Regions from separate parts of the Mus musculus genome. Here all the other regions are linked to region 1. The links are chromatin contacts, called in public HiChIP or PLAC-seq and promoter capture Hi-C maps. All regions are on one chromosome and are shown on one strand. Each heading gives the region's core, a stretch centred on a gene start, on an enhancer-like site or on the middle of the called end of the contact. The rest is flanking DNA. Distances are from core to core; before and after follow the strand shown.

Region 1 (4,147 bases), core at 664-3,163:
CACTTTGTAGACCAGGCTGGCCTTGAACTCAGAAATCCACCTGCCTGTGCCTCTGCCTCTGCCTCTGCCTCTGCCTCTGCCTCTGCCTCTGCCTCTGCCTCTGCCTCTGCCTCTGCCTCTGCCTCTGCCTCTGCCTCTGCCTCCCAAGTGCTGAGATTAAAGGCGAGGCCACCACCGCCCTGCTTGTTTTGGTTTTTTAAACTTGCTTTAGTCTGGCCTTCTCTAGTGGCGATCATTACTGCCTTGAATCCAGCCATTTATGATTGCCCAGTCCTCAACCTTTCTCACCCTTTCTTCTGGATTTGTACTTTGTATCGAACTTTCCATTTGTCAGCTTTCCTGGGTAGCTCTCTGATGTCTTCTGAACATCTCAAGTAATTGTTAGCTTTTGTTTTCCTGAAGAGGGCAAGAATGTCCAGAAGCACTGACTGGATTCAAGTACTGAAAGAGAACCTGTACTAAAGGAGTATTCATTTATTTAGCCCTCAGAGAAGAAGAGAATGAGGAGTGGTGGCCCTGGAGAGCTCCTGTCTTATCTGGGCAACTGTAGCTAGTAAGTAGGCAGAGCCCAGTTTCCAGCCTAGGTGTTCTGGTCGATGGGCAAATTGTTCAATTATCTCTTCGGTGCTTTATAATCTCTTTGGTGTTTAATATTCTTTTTTTTTAAGATTTATTTATTTTATTATCTGTAAATACACTGTAGCTGTCTTCAGACACTCCAGGAGAGGGCGTCAGATCTCATTACCGATGGTTGGGCGCCACCATGTGGTTGCTGGGATTTGAACTCAGGACCTCTGGAAGAGCATTCAGTGCTCTCAACCACTGAGCCATCTCTCCAGCCCGGTGTTTAATATTCTTAGTGGTGAAGAGAATACTATCTCAATGTTGGGCCCTGCCCCGCATGGTGGTGCACACTTTTAATCTCAGCACTCTGGAGAAAAAGCAGGCAGGTGGAACTCCATGAATTCAAGGCCATCCTGGTCTACACAGCAAGCTCTTGGCAGGACAGTGTTAAACAGAGAACCTGTCTCAATGAAAATAAAGAAAAAGAACTTGAAGGTAGGAAGGTGGGGAGGAGCTGGGAAGGGAAATTATAGTGACACATAGTTTGTATTTTTTTTCTCATTTTCTCAACAGTTCATTACTACCGTTTGATTTGATTTTACTGGTTATGAGTTCTGAAATGACATGATTGGACTAATGCTTTTATGTCACAGAAAGGAAAATGCACTGTATGAAAAAAATAAATTGAAAAAACAACTTAATGTGATAACACAAAAATGCCACCAGCAGTGGTTTGCACTGCATAGTCCAGAGTTTGTTTCTTTAAATTAGGTATTTTCTCTTAAAAGATATAATTTGTCTTTGAAACTAATTTAGCAGGGGCTGGAACCAAGCCTCAAAATTTTACATGCCTAAATATTCATAGCTTGTAGGTGATTCTGGGAAACCCCACTGCACAAGTTCTAAACTTTTTATTTCTATGTAATACAAGATAAGGCTTAATATACACACTTAAAAAAAAAGTGGGAAACCAGCTCAGAGGCCAACATTACTCCACCCCGCTGCGAACTAGTAGCAGGAGAGATGTTGTTTTCCTTTAGAACAGCAACACTGTACACCCCAGAGGTAGAGGAAAGTGCGTTTCTTACAGAAATTAACATCAGAATGCGGGGACTAGAGGGTGGTGTCCAGCAGTCTGGCAGCTGTCAGTGGCCCCAGGGCAGGTCTGGCTCCGCAGGTGAGTTCCAGCCTCCGGGCAGCGGGCCGGCCTGGCCGGTGGCTGCCGTAGGTAGTGCTCTGGGCCCAGGGCGTCCTCTCCCTCGCCCCAGGCGCCCGCCTGCCCTCCACTGAGCTCAGCCCACGGCGCCCGACGCCCTAACGGAGCGGGCGGGGGCGGCCTACAGGCCCCTCCCCGGCGCCCGGCGGCAGCCGCGCAAGCAGCGGAGGAGGCGGGAGCGCCCAGGCCGCTGCGCTCATGGCGTCGCCGGGGTGAGTGAGGCGCTCCGGGTGTGCGGGGGGCGCCTGTTGGGCGAGGGGCGGGCGGAACTGTGCGTGTCCACCACCCGGCGCCCCCTTGGCCTCGGCCGGACCCCGGCTGACTCTGTCCCGCCAGGTGCCTGTCCACGACCCGCGGCCTCCCCCGCCGACCTTGGGCGGTCGTAGCCGGGCCAGGGTCTCCCGGCAGGGCCGCGGGCAGGACCAGCCAGGACAGCGGCCGGTCAGGGCCGGAGAAACGGGTTCTGGAGAGGGGCAGCAAGGAAGCTGCGGGAGGGGACTCGGGGTCCTAGGGCTCGGCTGAGGCCGCAGAGCGGCTTAGCAGGCCTGACGTGTGTTTCTGGCGTTTAGACTTGCTTGCGTTGGAAGTTGATGCTTGGGTTCACAGTCATTAGGGGACATCCCCAGGCTGTCCCACGTCAGGGCAAGTGGGGCTCAGCTGGACTGGACCCTTGTCCAGAGTGAAAAAGCGGATTCGGGATCTAAGACTGCCTGTGTTGGGGTGGGGGTGGGGGTGCTTCTGTGGGATGGCTACACTTGTTCTGGTATTACCTCTTTCCTAGTGCTCGTTCTCTCTCCCAAATAGTGTTCTTAGGAAATTATATAGTGACACATAGTTTGTATTTTTTTCTCATTTTCTCAACAGTTCATTACTACCGTTTGATTTGATTTTACTGGTTATGAGATCTGAAATGACATGATTGGACTAATGCTTTTATGTCACAGAAAGGAAAATGGGTCTCAAGGTCATCGCTATAGGTGGTAAACATCTTTTTGACTGTACGCCATCATTCAGAGGGTCTCAGACCCAGTAGTACTGGTAGCAGCCCACGCTGTGTATCATTGCAGTTAGAAGACTTACAGGTGCAGGAGGACTTCTGGGGGAAGCATGTAGAAGTTAGCTCTCCCACAAAGGCAGACTTCACTATGCTAGGGAGTGATTTGGCTCGGTACAGTGGTCTGAATGAAGGTGAATGAAGCAATCTGAACTTGATCCAGGCCTGCAGGCGCCAGTCAGATCATGGGCAATTTCCACCTGCCTAATGCCTTTCTAGGCTCGAGGGCAAGCAGGCACTTCTGAGACCAGGCCTTTTTCAATGCCAGCTGGGTATCCAGTACTTTGAGCTCATAAGGAGAATAAACTGTGATCCATCCTGGGCAGGCCAGGCTTTGGACCCAGAGGGCCAAGGTCCCTCTACATTCTTGCCCAGCCTCATAGGAAAGTGTAAGGCAGTGTTTGAGCCTGTGGCAGCTGCCATTAGGCTTGTAAGACAGCTTAGTACATTTTGTGTCTAAACACACTGCTTTGTAGACAGGGGTTGGAGGAGGATCTCCTAGGATTAATAATTCTGTGTGCCTGGACCCACAGAATTATGGTATTGTCTGATAACAGAATAGTGTAATGCCTGAACCATGGTCTGTATATATAGGTGGTATTAATATTTGCGATTCTAGTTGTGAGTGATCCAATTAATTTGTAATATTAATAGTAATCTGTAATTTCCTAAGGGGTGTCTATTAACAAAACTGAGGTCACAAAACTTTTAGTATACTCCATTTAAGGAGAAATCTATGCTTACTTTGATATGCATACACTACTATATTAGGTGTTTTAGAGAGCAAATATAGATCAATACATGGCAGAAATGGAAGGAGCTGTTCTGGGGAGGGGTGTCTCTACATTTGATTTTTTTTTTTTTTTTTTTTTTTTTTTTTTTTTTTGCTAAGTAGCAGTGTCAGTGATCTATGATAGAACTAGAGAGGAAAGAAAAAAAAAACTCTTAACTTGTTTTGAGTACCTTACAGATGTGCTAGGCATAGTGTCAAAGAAAGAAAAGATGTGTTTGAGAGATGACCCATAATCCACTGTGTCTTGAGCTAAATAAATAGAAGAGAAGGCAGGGACCGTGGACTCTTTGCCTACCACTAAAGGGCATCTCCAGTCGGCCTCACCACAGCTGTCTCTGGGGGAATCTGGTAAGCATTGTAGAGGAGAGGACGCGACACAGTCCATCTGTCCATCTGGCCCCTTCTGAGCAGGTCCCACCCTTTACAGGTGGCCTAACCAGAAGCACTTTAGTTCAGTCCTCAGCACCACATAAACTAGGCTGTAATTCTAGCACTCTGGAGTAGAGGCCAGGTGATCAGA
Region 2 (4,147 bases), core at 704-3,203, 680 kb after region 1:
GGTCTGTTGTGGGTTCCCTATCAGGAGTGCACAGACTTGTGTGTGACATCTCCCCCAGGAAGTTTGTCAGACAACACTGGTGACCAACAGAGCTTAGATTCAGTCTTCTATGTCCAGAACACTGAAGCACAGTGAGGTGGCTATAAGTAGGGGTCAAATTCCTGCAGAGCTGCTGATGGCAATGGTACCTTAACCTCCCCAGTCCTCAGCTTCCCTAGATCTACAAAACCATCATATGAGGCTGGATAAGGGAACCTGCCACCATGCCACAATACCCAGGATCCCACATGGTGAAAGGCAGAACAAACTCCCAAAAGTTTGCCTTGCCTACATACCTTGACACAGACACACACTCACTAAACAGATGTAATAAAAAGTATCGGTGTATCAGATTATTTTGAAGATGATTGCTGGGTATGACGGTTCATTACTGCTTGTTCCAGGACAAGTCATTTCTCAATTCCTTCACTTAGAATTCAGTCTCCATAGCCAATTCTTCAGGACTTCACTCCCTGCTAGGTGTTATTTTTTTTTTTTTTTTTGTTTAACAACTCCGTGTCCACAATGTTCACCCCCAAACCTGGGATTTCTCCCTCATCTATACTCACACACTCACCTCACTAACATACATCATCAGTTTTCAACAGGCAGTCAAGATCCAGCATCCCCTCTCCCCATTCAACCTAAACCACTTGCCTCCCTCAGAGGCTTCCCTGACCCTGACCCTGACGCTGCAACAACAGCAGTTACAGGAGCCCTTATGGCTGCTACGTCAGCCTCTCCTAAATTCCTCCTTAGAGAGAGGCCTGGGATCCCAACAGAGAGAGCACACCATGAGTTCAAAGCCAGCTCAGGCTACATAGCAGAACTCTGTAAAAGTAATGACATGGTGGAACATTCCTTTAATCCCAGCACTCAGGCGGCAGAGACAGGCAGATCTCTATGACTTTTGAGGCCAGCCTGGTCTATATAGGGAGTTCCAGGCCAGCCTGGTCTACATAGTGAGATCCTGCCTCAAAACCACAACAAACTCCAACAATAATAATTTAATAATAATTAACAAATAAACCGGGGGCTGGGGAGATGGCTCAGTGGTTAAGAGCACCAACTGCTCTTCCGAAGATCCGGAGTTCAAATCCCAGCAACCACATGGTGGCTCACAACCATCCGTAACAAAATCTGATGCCCTCTTCTGGAGTATCTGAGGACAGCTACAGTGAACTTACATATAATAAATAAATCTTTAAAAAAAAACAAACAAATAAACCTCTCTTCCATGACCTTTGAAAAGCATGGTCCACAAGGCCCTAATGTTTCACCACTTCAGCCTTGCAAACCTACCCATTTTTCTTTCCTTCTTCCTTCCTTTCCTTTTTTTGAGATAGGCTTCCTCAGTGTGAAAAACTTTCCCTCTAGATGACTCTCAGCTTCCTCCGTCGCCTCCTTCCTTGATCTGAGTTAAAATTAAGTCCACACACCCCCACAAGATTTCCAGTCTCTCTCCAGCATCTCACTCCTCTCTCGGGCGACAGTAGGGGGCAGGATTCCCTAGATCTTCCAGGTTCCTCCTAAGGCGTGTAGTTGCCCCTGCCACACCCCCTCTTTTAACCTAACCCGCAGCCACCTTCCGATCCCTGAGCCTCATCGTCCTTGTACCTTAAGCTATCCCTGGGCCGTCCTGCAGGAAGAGCACCCAGTTATCTGACTTGCAGAGGTCCACCCGGGACGGAGGTGACTCTGCAGTCCCCGGCCCCTATCGCTTCCGGGGAGGCCACTGTCACGGGGGAAGGACAGCTGAAAGGATCTGAACCCCGCCTAGGAAGACCCAGACCCGGAGTTAAAGGGGGGGTGAGGTGGGGGTGATGCCTTAGGGCCTAAGGCCCGAGAAAGGCACGGCCCCTTTAAGAGCGCAGCTCCGCCCCTTCCTGGCCGGATCCAAATTCCAGGGGGGCGGGGCAGAGCGGACGCCTGGAAGCAGCGATCTCGGGCGACGCCTGTGTGCGGCGGCGCGGCCCGGCTCCGGCCCCGCCGGGGCGATGCTCCCCGGGGCGGCGGGGTGAGCCAGGTGAGCGCGGGGACCCCCAGGAGCCCTAGCCAGAGTGCCTGGAGGTGGGCCGGGCGGTGCGGGCTCTCTGCTTCCCAGGGCTGTGTGACCCTGACTGGGCACTCACCCTCTCTGGACCAGGCCTCGAGCACTGCGGAGGCTCGCGGGGGCCGTTCGGAGTCCCGGCCTTTCAGGCACCAGCTCGGGCGGCTTTTCGCAGCAGGAATCCGGCCTGCCTGGGTGACCCGATTCCTCCACCCACTGCTCTGCGACCTTCGGCGAATGCCTGCCCTTACTGCGCCTCAGTTTCCTCATCTGTAGAATGGAGACGCGGTCGCCGCTCAGCCTGTGGCGCGGCCCTTAGCGGAGAGGAGAAGGGAAAGGCGGGACTTCGTGCAGGTTATGGGCTGAGCAATGGAAACAGTCTCTCCGTGGTTCTGGGCGAGGCTCCTCTCCTGTCCCTCCCTACCCACATGTCTTCATGTTTTTAAATGGCATTTCTTCCTCGTGGGTGCCAACTTGTCCCCAGCCACCCTCTCCCGACCAGCCAGACAGCAAACATAAACACTACAATGGTGTAAATGTTACTGAGTCCCTTAAAGCAGGTCATGGCACCGTGAGAACAATGTGGTGCTACGTTTGCTTGTTCACAGCTTGCTCTTAAACTTAGCGTCTCCCCTGAGTGGCGGGCTGGTAGAGGTGGACCATTCTGAACCCTTTCGAGTCTTCACAGCAATCCTGACCTATGTCCCCACAGTGACTCCACTGGCTCTGGGCATGGCGAACCCAGTGGCGGGCATCGCAGGCTCTGCCGCCAAGAGTGTGCGACCCTTCCGATCCAGTGAGGCCTATGTGGAAGCCATGAAGGAAGACCTGGCCGATTGGCTCAATGCTTTGTACAGTCTAGGTCTCCCCGGCAGTGGCGATGGCTTCCTCACGGGGCTGGCCACAGGCACAACCCTGTGCCAACATGCCAACGCTGTCACCGAGGCTGCCCGGGCTCTGGCTGCTGCCCGTCCAACCCGAGGTGTGGCCTTCCAGGCACACAGTGTGGCGCCTGGCTCCTTCATGGCCCGAGACAACGTGGCCTCTTTCATCGGCTGGTGCCGGGCTGAGCTGGGCGTGCCTGAAGTGCTCATGTTTGAGACAGAGGACCTGGTGCTACGCAAGAACGAGAAGAGTGTGGTGCTCTGCCTGCTGGAGGTCGCCCGGCGTGGGGCGCGCCTTGGCCTGCTTGCCCCGAGGCTGGTACAGTTCGAGCAGGAGATCGAGCGGGAGCTTCGAGCTACCCCTCAGGTTTCCAGCGTCCCTGCTGCTGAAGAGGATGTCACTGAAATTGCCACTGTACCAGGGGTTCCCACCCGCACACCCCGCATGACGCCCAATGACCTTCGAAACCTTGATGAGCTGGTGAGTCTTCTGATATCCACATTGGGTGTCCCATCCCGTCCCGTCCCGTCCCCCCCCCCCCATCAGGGGACCAGATGGCAGAGCTAATACCTACCCCAACCCTAAGCCTCCAGGGGCCCATTCTCAGCAGCCTTCCCCACTAAGAGTACATATGGTGACTGCCAAGTGTGTACCTGGCCACAAAGAAATAAGCTCAGAGAGGCAGAGGTGCTGAGTGAGGCCACACAGCTCAGGTGGGTCTGAGGCAGGAGATCAGCTTTTAGTATTAAATGAGCGGCAACTAAGTTGAGTGCTTTCCTTCATTTGGAGGACTGTGACTTGGGGGGTGCCAGGCAGATGCATTGGCAGCCTCAGACCTGGGGCTGAGTGGCCGCTACCCGGGCTTGAGGCTATATATGTAGGAAGCTCTTGGCAAGAAGCCTGGTACACAAGGAGGGTCTGGGAAGACACCAACCCTGGTGCCCTGATAGAGAGCCTGGCCCCGCTACCACTGCTCCTGGGAACAGGAGGTGCACTTGGGAGCACAGGAGGTACAGACCCCCAGCTCCCTCCGCCTTTCCCAAGACCGATGTGTCCCTGACACCCCCGCAACTGGGCCAAGAGTTTCTTTCTTATCAGGAGCTTAGGACTATGATGTGCCTGCCCAAGTCAGGCATCCGATGGTTGTGGGCAGAATGGTGGCCCGATCTCCAC
Region 3 (4,147 bases), core at 803-3,302, 560 kb after region 1:
CCAGCTGTCATCAAATGCACCCTGACTATGAAATTCTGTCACCAAAGGCTCAGCCTTCTCTCTCTCTCTCTCTCTCTCTCTCTCTCTCTCTCTACCTGGGACTGAGCCCAGAGAGCGGAATTTGTTCCTAAGCGTCCATGTTTGGCAGTTTTTTGTCTCTGTAACAAATATTTGAGGATAAACATTGAATCAAGGCTTTGTGGGGCTTGGAGATTTGGAAGTTTGGCCTGTGGTCAGTCAGCCCTGCTCTGCTCTGGGCCTGTGCAGTGCATCCCAGTGAGAGCTTGTGTTAAGGAAAAACCTGCTCACCTTTTGGCCAGGCAGCAAGAGAAGAAAAGGGGTCAGGTTTGCAACAAATCCCCTTCAAGGACACACCCCAAATGACATAAAGACCTTCCAAGAGGACCTACCCTTTAAAGGTACCACCACCTCTCAATAGCAACAAACGGGGAAGCCACGCCTTCCACACATGGCTTTGGGAGGCATTGCAGACCTAAACTGTCAGTTTAACTGTGGCTTTGCCTCCATGGTCAGTGTCATCTCCACAGAGGCTGCTAGAAAGAACCAGACTAGAAAGATGGGGGTGAGAAAAGGGGTTCCACCTGTGCTATGGGGGAGCCACCATCCATGGTGGGTGAAAACTTTCCAGTCTGCTGCTACAGAGTCACACATACTCCTGTAGGCAAGCCTTCACTCATGCTCTGGTCATGTGTGAGCCTTGATGAAACCAAACTCTAGTTTGATATTGCGTTCTTAGAAGAGGGAGGGAGGGAGGAAAGGAAAGGAGGGAGGGAGGGAGGAAGGGATTTACATCTCCCCAGGGAAGAAATTCTCATTGTTCCAACCACAACACAAAGTAGCAGACAGTGAGTGCCCCAGCAAGGGACAGAGGGATGCTCGCTAACCCTGAGACCAGCCAGGCAGGAACCTAGCTTTACAAGAAAAAAAGGGGACTGGCCGGGGCGTGGTGGCGCACGCCTTTAATCCCAGCACTCGGAGGCAGAGGCAGCCGGATTTCTGAGTTCCAGGACAGCCAGGGCTATACAGAGAAACCCTGTCTAGATAAAAAAGAAAAAAAAAAAAAAAAAGAGGGAACTGGGAAGTGGGGGCAGGGGGGGATGCAAACCTATGGACCGGGAGCTCTTAGGGAGCGAGGACTTGGGGCTGCAGCTCATAGGGCTGGCCGTCCCAGGTATATGGCGTTTGCAGGGTCCTGTGCTCCTGATTTGGCTCTGGCTGTTGGCCTCCTGAGAGTCTTCATTATTTTTCCAAGAAGAGACTCTATATTTTCATTTTGCACTGTGGTGCCCACAAATTATAGTCAGTCCTGAGTCCAGAGACTCTGCTGCTGAGGCTAAACACTTTGCCCATCTATGTCTAGCACATACTACATAGATATTTGTGTGCACACCAAACATGTGTATACCCACCATACGTGCATATAGTCCCCGGTACCAGCATACCCTTTCAGACTTCTCCCTCCAAGACCTTTTTAATGATTTATTTATTTACTTCTTTGTGCACTGGTGTTTTGCCTGTATGTATATCTGTTTGAGGGTGTCAGATCCCCTGGAACTGGAGTTATAGGCAGTTGTGAGCTGCCCTGTAAGTGCTGGGAACTGAACCTGGGTCCTCTGGAAGAGCAGCCAGTGCTCTTAACCATCTCCCAGCTCCTACATGGTTCATTTTACCTATAAATATTTACTGAACATCATATGACTGATATGATAGGATATATGATAGTGTTGATGGCAAGGAATACTGGGACAGACAATGGCCTCTGCTTTGTGGAGCCTGAGGCCATGTACCCTGGCCAGGCTGGCCTTCTGGAAGTTACCTGTCTCCTTGTACCAGCTGTAGGCCACTGAGCGCGGAGGACTCCCGCCTGACCTGGCACCTAGCTCAGTTCACCAGAAGCCTACCCAGGGCGTTGGCCATTGGCTCGGTTGGGAATATTCTAGAGGATCCAGTGAGTCTTAGGCGACACAGAAGTTATAGACGCCCATCCTTTCTCAGCCGTGATGAGATGAACCTTTCAGAGATCAAGAGACCACGATCAAAGGGTTTTTATGTCAGTCTTTCCTTCCTGCCTCAGGCTGTGGTAAGCGGCTGTGATGCGCACATCCTGCTTCCTGCCTCTGCTGGCAGCCAGAATCTCTTCTTTAGGGTTGTTTTTTTTTTTTTAAACCACACTAGAGATCATGCCAGGGCCAAGGCAAGAGCTCTACCCTAGCACGTGTTTGTTTGTTTGTTTGTTTGTTTGTGAGGTAGCCTCAAACTCTCCACCTTCTATCTCAGCCTCCAGTATGCTGTGCTTAGAAGTCTGCACACTCAGAGACTCAGAGACTCTGCAGCGCTCAGCCTGAGCCTGGGGCCTTGGGGTGCTCTACCATCGAAGAGTCCCAGGCCTATTCCAGTGTAAACTCACGGGCCTCCAGCCTCAGTGGAATTTCCTAGTGGAATTGCTGTCTTTGTCACCAGTTTGACTCAGCAGCCAGATTTTAAGCCCCGGCCATTGAAAACTCTGCAGTAACGTACCTCAGCTGGTCTTAGGCACTGCCCAGAAAGTATGGCCGACAAAACAGCCCAGCTGTTTGAACAAAAGAAGCTGGTGACATCAGAGTGCCAGGTGGAGCTGCCTTCTCCTCAGACTGAAAGCATGTTCTCATGACGGCCTGTCACAGCTACCCCCTCACTTGAGGCAGGACTGAGTTATGCCCTTCTGGTCTCGGGGACCTGTGAGGTGAATTCTGCTCTGTTTCTCAACAAAACAGCATACAAGTCTACAGAATCGACTCAGTGGGTGTGTGCCTAGGTCCACACAGCATGAGGACCCGAGTTCAGATCTCCAGCATCCAGGTTAAAAAGCCAGGTGTGGTGGCGTGTACCTGCAGTCTAAGTGCTGGGACAACACTGGCCAGCCAGCTTAGCCAAATCAGTACCTCTGAGTTCAGTGAGAGACCCTGCTCAAAAACTAAGGTGCAGAGTGGGTAAGGGAGACACTTGACTTCAACCACTGGCCTACACAGACAGACAGACAGACAGGCAGAGACAGACACACAGACATACAGAGACAGAAAGAGATAGACAGATACACACAGACAGACACACAGATACACAATATACACAGACACACGACAGACACATAGAGAGTAAGTCAGAAAGACAGACACATACAGAAACATAGACACACAAGACACACACAGACACACAGAGACAGAGACAGAAAGACAGACAGATATACAGACAGACAGACAGACAGACAGACAGACACACAAACCACAACAAGAAACCACAAAAACCCAGAAAGTATGGGTTTCTGAACACAGTGACAGGTGGCTGGAGGGCTCCCCATGGGCGCTGGCCCTGACTCCCATGTGATTCAGCCCTGGAAGGCCATGGGAAGCCATGAGTGCTCTGTGTGGATCTGTGGCCACAGTTGTCTAATACCGTGGTTGGGATCTGTCACTGAGTGATGTCAAAGGTTCTAGGCTCAGGGTAGACTCTGGCTTTCCCAGAACCAGCAGCTATGTTGGTCTGCTGTTTCTTAGTCTTTGAAACTCTGTCACTCCTGAGAGAATTCATAGTATAGATTTAAGCATCCCTGGAGTCTCTCGCTGGACACCACCTCAGCTGTCACATCTTTGGTTATGTCAGTCAAGGGCCTTTGGCACTGGGAGCTGCCTATGCACCCAGCTCCTTCAAGGATGCCAGGTGGAGCCTGCTCCTGCTGTGAAGGCCTCAGGCCTTTCAGAGGACACACTGGGACTCGGAGGAGGACCACATTTGTACACCAGGTCTGAAAGAGTCTTTCTGATCACATGAGTTCCTGAATAACAGGTCCAAGTGACTGCACATCTTGGTTACACTCCAGAAAGACTGCCACTGCTGTCACAGCTAGAGATGGCCCACCTTCATGTCACAGGCATCCATATATACCCTGAGCAAGCACCCCACCTCGACCACTGCTTCCAGGATAGATGGCTCATGCCTCATGGGGGCTGGTGCTGGACATGTGTAACGGGCACCTCTTTGGTCCTTTGGCTCCAGTTGGCCCACAGACACAGGGTGTTAGCCAGGGTGTGATGCTGTGGTGGCCACATGAGGAAAATGATGGAGAGTGACGGTCTCAGTCCCTGGCTGCTGT
Region 4 (4,147 bases), core at 1,155-3,654, 530 kb before region 1:
TGTAAAACTGATATTGTGTAAACCTGTGTACTTTGGGCTGTAACTTGCCAGAGTCACTTCAGTTTATGTCTGTAAATGTTTGGCTCCTTCTTGAATGTAACTGCAGAACTATGATGATTCTGTACCTCACTGTGCACATAAACACTACCACCTGCTTTGTGCCACCGTGAAACATGGGCCAATAGACACTTATTCCTAAAGTACTATCTATAAACTTACTAAAGTCGATTGGGATCAGATGAATGTACTGGTACGTTAAAACAGTATCAGACACGGCCTTAGCGCCAACTTCCTTGAAACTTCTGGGTCATGAGAACAAAGTAGCAGAAGAAGCTAATGTGCAGGCTGAAGCGCGAGAGAAGAAAGATGAAGCAGAGGTCCAAGTGCAGCCATGAAGCCTGTAAGAGCAGATGCAAAGGATGCTGAAGGCCAGGACACTGCACACGTTGTTGGACTGTCGATAATAAATCTCAGTGGCCCTTGAAAGTCACCTCACCAAGATCACCTGGGAAACTGACTTCCTTTCTTACATCCCAAACAGTCCTGCTGGCCCTCTGCCCTGGACCTTTGGCATTCTGGACTAGTTCTATTCTCACGTGTGACCAAACAAACAGTATCAGAAACCAAGGCCTGAGAACTTACCAAATGTGTCACACTGAGCCAGGGTCCAACATCCTTACCTTAAGCCCACATAGAGGAGCACTCCTAGCCTGGCAGTGAGCAATCCCAGCACTTGGGAGGCAGAGGCAGGCAGATATCCATGAGTTTGAGGCCAGCCTGGTCTACAGAGCAAGCTCCAAGCTAGCCAGGGATACAGAGAAAAATCCCCACTCCCCCAAAACAAACAAAAAACAAAACAAAAAGAAAAAAGAAAAAGAAAAAAGGAGCAGTCCTCACACTGCCATGGCAACTGCCCTACTGACCTGCTTTCTTATTATGGGAGTGTGTTTCAGGGATTGGCAAGACAAGGCCCTCCTGAACATCCCCCAGCATTCAGCTCAGCTGGGTCTCTGCTGCTATTCATTTCCTTGGTTCATTTGGACCTAGTCCTGAACTTCGTATTCATGGTCCTGTGATCCTGCATTTCAGTTCTGCTTCTGCTTGGTTCAACTCTATGTCTCTCAGCTCTGAAATCTTCAACAACAGCTCTGTGATTAGTTCAGTTAATCTAACAGAACTACCACAGTGCCTATTGGCTCTATGCCTCTGCCTCCCATTAAGACCTCTTTGAACTCCTTGAACTATGTTGCATCCTTTTAAACCTTTTTGTAAGGCTTCTCTAACACACACACACACACACACACACACACACACACACACACACACACACAGTCCTAGCTTGCTTTCTGTTGCTCTGATAAACACCACGACCAAAAGCAGAATGGGAGGAAAGCGTTTATTGGTTTCTGGGTTACAATCCATACCGAAAGAAGCCAGGGCAGGAACCCGTGGCAGGAATGTGGAGGCAGAAACTGAAGCAGCAGCTATGGAGAAGTGCTGCCTACTGGCTTGCCTCTGGCTTGCCTCTGGCTTTCTCAGCTACTTTTACTATACGACCCAGGACCATCTGCCCAGGGATGCTACCACCCATAGTGGGTTAGGCCCTCTATCAACTAACAACCAAGAAAATGCCCCATAGACAAGCTCACAAGCTAGTCCAATGGAGGCCAGTCCTCAGTTGAGGTTCCCTCTTCCCTGTTGTGTCAAGTTGACAGTCAATGCTAGGTCATACACATAGACATAATCACTATATGATATATAATGTATGACTTGATAGTAATTAAAACTGGATAAAAGAACCTGTTTCAGTTGGCGGTAGCTCAGTTGGTAGAGTGCTTGGCCAGCTTGCAAGAAGCTCCATCCTCAGCACCCAGCAGCGTCAGGTGTGATAATACACTGCTCAGGAGGCTGTGTAAACTAAGCTATCTTTGAATTTATTGTGACTCAATAAGTCCTGCAGTTGTGAAATGACACAATGTGTTCTCTTCTGTAGGGTGCTCAAAAGAAAGGTTTATTTTACTTCAGGTGCTGGGGACCAGAAGAACTCACGCTGTTCAGGTTAACCATCTCAAGTCGCCTAGCACCCTTCCCCGAAAAGTACGCTTGCTTCTCCTTACACAGAGCACAGGCGCAGAGAGGTGCCTAACAAGGGCAATCAAGCCTAAAGACAAGGGACAGAAGCCCTGGGCAGCTTCATTGGGCCGGCCTTTTCTCTCTGTAAGGCTAGTTTACGCTAGGGGACGCTCGGGCGCAGAACAATGCAAGCTTGGGGTCGGGTGTACAGCGGACCGGGTTTCGAAAGGGAGCTGAGGGACTGCGACACTGCGCAGGCGCATGTTCCGTTTCCAAGCGGGTGCGCAAACGCTGAGCAGTGCGCAAGTGTGCGCATGTGCAAGGTTGAGGCGCAATGGCAGGTGTTGGGGTCGGACCGCTGCAGGGGATGGTGCGATTTGGGCTGCTGGTGCTTACTGTGTGTGCTGCGTGTGCCCGTGGGCTCTATTTCCACATCGGCGAGACTGAGAAGCGCTGCTTCATCGAGGAAATACCCGACGAGACCATGGTCATCGGTCAGGGGGCTGAGGGTGGAGAGGCCCTTTGTTTTCAGCTGGCCCTTGGAAGCACCCCTCCTTCCCTGTCAGCTCGACCCCATCCCGAGGGTGCCTTGAGGGCACCAGCTCCCCTGCACAGTGCCCTGGGGCCACCTCCTGGGGGCTAGGTTGTGACTGTGTGTCTACTCTGCAGGCAACTATCGAACTCAGATGTGGGACAAACAGAAAGAGGTGTTCCTGCCGTCGACCCCCGGCCTGGGCATGCATGTAGAGGTGAAGGACCCGGACGGCAAGGTAAACCCCCACCACCTCGCTAAAAAGGTTCTAGCTGGCGCCAGCTGTCCGTTAATGTCTTTATGGGATGGAAAATACCGCCGTGGTCCTGAGAAAGTCCCCAGGTACCAGGTCCCGCATTTTAAGAGATCGTTGTAAAATTGGGGCTTGATGCGTGTTTGCAGGTTGTACTGTCCCGGCAATACGGCTCCGAGGGCCGTTTCACGTTCACATCCCACACACCCGGTGACCATCAGATTTGTCTTCACTCCAACTCCACCAGAATGGCTCTCTTCGCTGGAGGCAAACTGGTAAGAGGCTCATCAGCCTTAGAGTTTCTCACTTGATACCAAGGTTGATTTCTTGCTGTCTTTTCTTTTTTCTTTTAACTTTGCCTTTCTGGGGGCAGCAAGTGGGTACAGTTAGAACTGGATGTCCTTCTTCCTCATTCAGCCAGAGACAAGAATCAGACTCCATAGCGGTAACAGACGGTGGGTGGCACCCCCGTCATTTCGTCCTGTTTCCTTGTAGCGTGTACACTTGGACATCCAGGTTGGAGAGCATGCCAACAACTACCCCGAGATCGCTGCTAAGGATAAGTTAACAGAGCTCCAGCTTCGAGCTCGCCAGTTGCTTGACCAGGTGGAACAGATCCAGAAGGAGCAGGATTATCAGAGGGTAAGGGACTTGAACTTGGAGGCTGTACTTGACCTTTAAACCCACTGTGCAACGTGGCTGCTGGGGACTTCTCTACTCGGGAATGTGGGAGTTACCAGTCAGTCTACATAGGTGAGGTTTGGGTTTGCTTTTCTTTCCTCGATTTCTGTATATGTCTACAGTGGCAGGGTTGGACGTTAGGCAAGCTCTCTACCATTGAGCCACACCTCCAGTCATGTGTGTGTGTCTGTATTATATATCCGTATATAAAATGTATTATATTTATTTTAATGACTATATTATATATAAATACATATATGTGTATATAAGTTCTAAAAGCTTACATCACTCACTATTTCTAGGTGGTCTTCCATCCAAGTATGAACCAGGCCTGGCTCTGCTTAGCTTCTGAGATCAGATCTCAGGTGTTCAGGATGGTGTGGCTGTAGACCATTTAATATTTTTTTCTGTTTGTTTGTTATGAAATACATATAAAACCTAACATTTTAACTATGTGTAAGCGTACAGAGCTGTGGCATTACGTAGATTCATGTCCCGTTGCCCCCATCCCTGCTGTCTATCTGCATCACTTTCACCTTCCCAGCAACCCTGACCACATTGAGCTCTCCTCTTCCCTAGCTGAGGTTTGGATGTTTCCTCTGTGATCC

Evidence for each region. HiChIP or PLAC-seq counts read pairs in DNA pulled down with a chosen protein or histone mark. Capture Hi-C pulls out chosen DNA fragments and counts their contacts.
Region 2: a contact with region 1 is called in an H3K4me3 HiChIP or PLAC-seq map of neural tube, with 5 times the contacts expected there. The contact joins the promoter of Gas2l1 here to the promoter of Urgcp in region 1. A contact is called at or near these places in 3 of 39 promoter capture datasets (liver and pre-B cells), 3 of 115 datasets of contacts at active chromatin or transcription factors (astrocytes, bone marrow-derived macrophages and neural tube) and 2 of 9 other capture datasets (adipose tissue and liver).
Region 3: an H3K27ac HiChIP or PLAC-seq map of regulatory T cell precursor shows a contact between it and region 1, with 6 times the contacts expected there. The contact joins the enhancer-like site here to the promoter of Urgcp in region 1. A contact is called at or near these places in 1 of 15 datasets of contacts at CTCF or cohesin (the NIH/3T3 cell line) and 3 of 115 datasets of contacts at active chromatin or transcription factors (embryonic stem cells, memory CD8 T cells and regulatory T cell precursor).
Region 4: a promoter capture Hi-C map of liver shows a contact between it and region 1, with 2.3 times the contacts expected there. The contact joins the promoter of Tmed4 here to the promoter of Urgcp in region 1. A contact is called at or near these places in 1 of 39 promoter capture datasets (hippocampal neurons), 2 of 115 datasets of contacts at active chromatin or transcription factors (embryonic forebrain and stem cell-derived neural progenitor cells) and 1 of 9 other capture datasets (liver).

The regions. Positions count from the first base shown.
Region 1 is chr11:5,738,942-5,743,088 of GRCm38.p6, reverse strand. Urgcp (upregulator of cell proliferation) reads left to right here and starts at 1,913. Exons shown (of 6, transcript NM_178623.3): 1 at 1,913-1,992. The coding sequence starts at 1,979.
Region 2 is chr11:5,063,133-5,067,279 of GRCm38.p6, reverse strand. Gas2l1 (growth arrest-specific 2 like 1) reads left to right here and starts at 1,953. Exons shown (of 7, transcript NM_144560.3): 1 at 1,953-2,065; 2 at 2,186-2,443; 3 at 2,802-3,454. The coding sequence starts at 2,822.
Region 3 is chr11:5,175,271-5,179,417 of GRCm38.p6, reverse strand. No RefSeq gene overlaps it. Among named protein-coding and RNA genes, the nearest start is that of Emid1, 25 kb to the right of the region's middle. Within about 2 kb of position 2,052, at least 89 of the 459 cell types and tissues checked have an H3K27ac peak or open chromatin away from gene starts, as enhancers often do. A contact at or near this core is called in memory CD8 T cells and regulatory T cell precursor, where this site is marked.
Region 4 is chr11:6,273,094-6,277,240 of GRCm38.p6, reverse strand. Tmed4 (transmembrane p24 trafficking protein 4) reads left to right here and starts at 2,404. Exons shown (of 5, transcript NM_134020.1): 1 at 2,404-2,567; 2 at 2,743-2,843; 3 at 3,008-3,133; 4 at 3,354-3,500. The coding sequence starts at 2,408.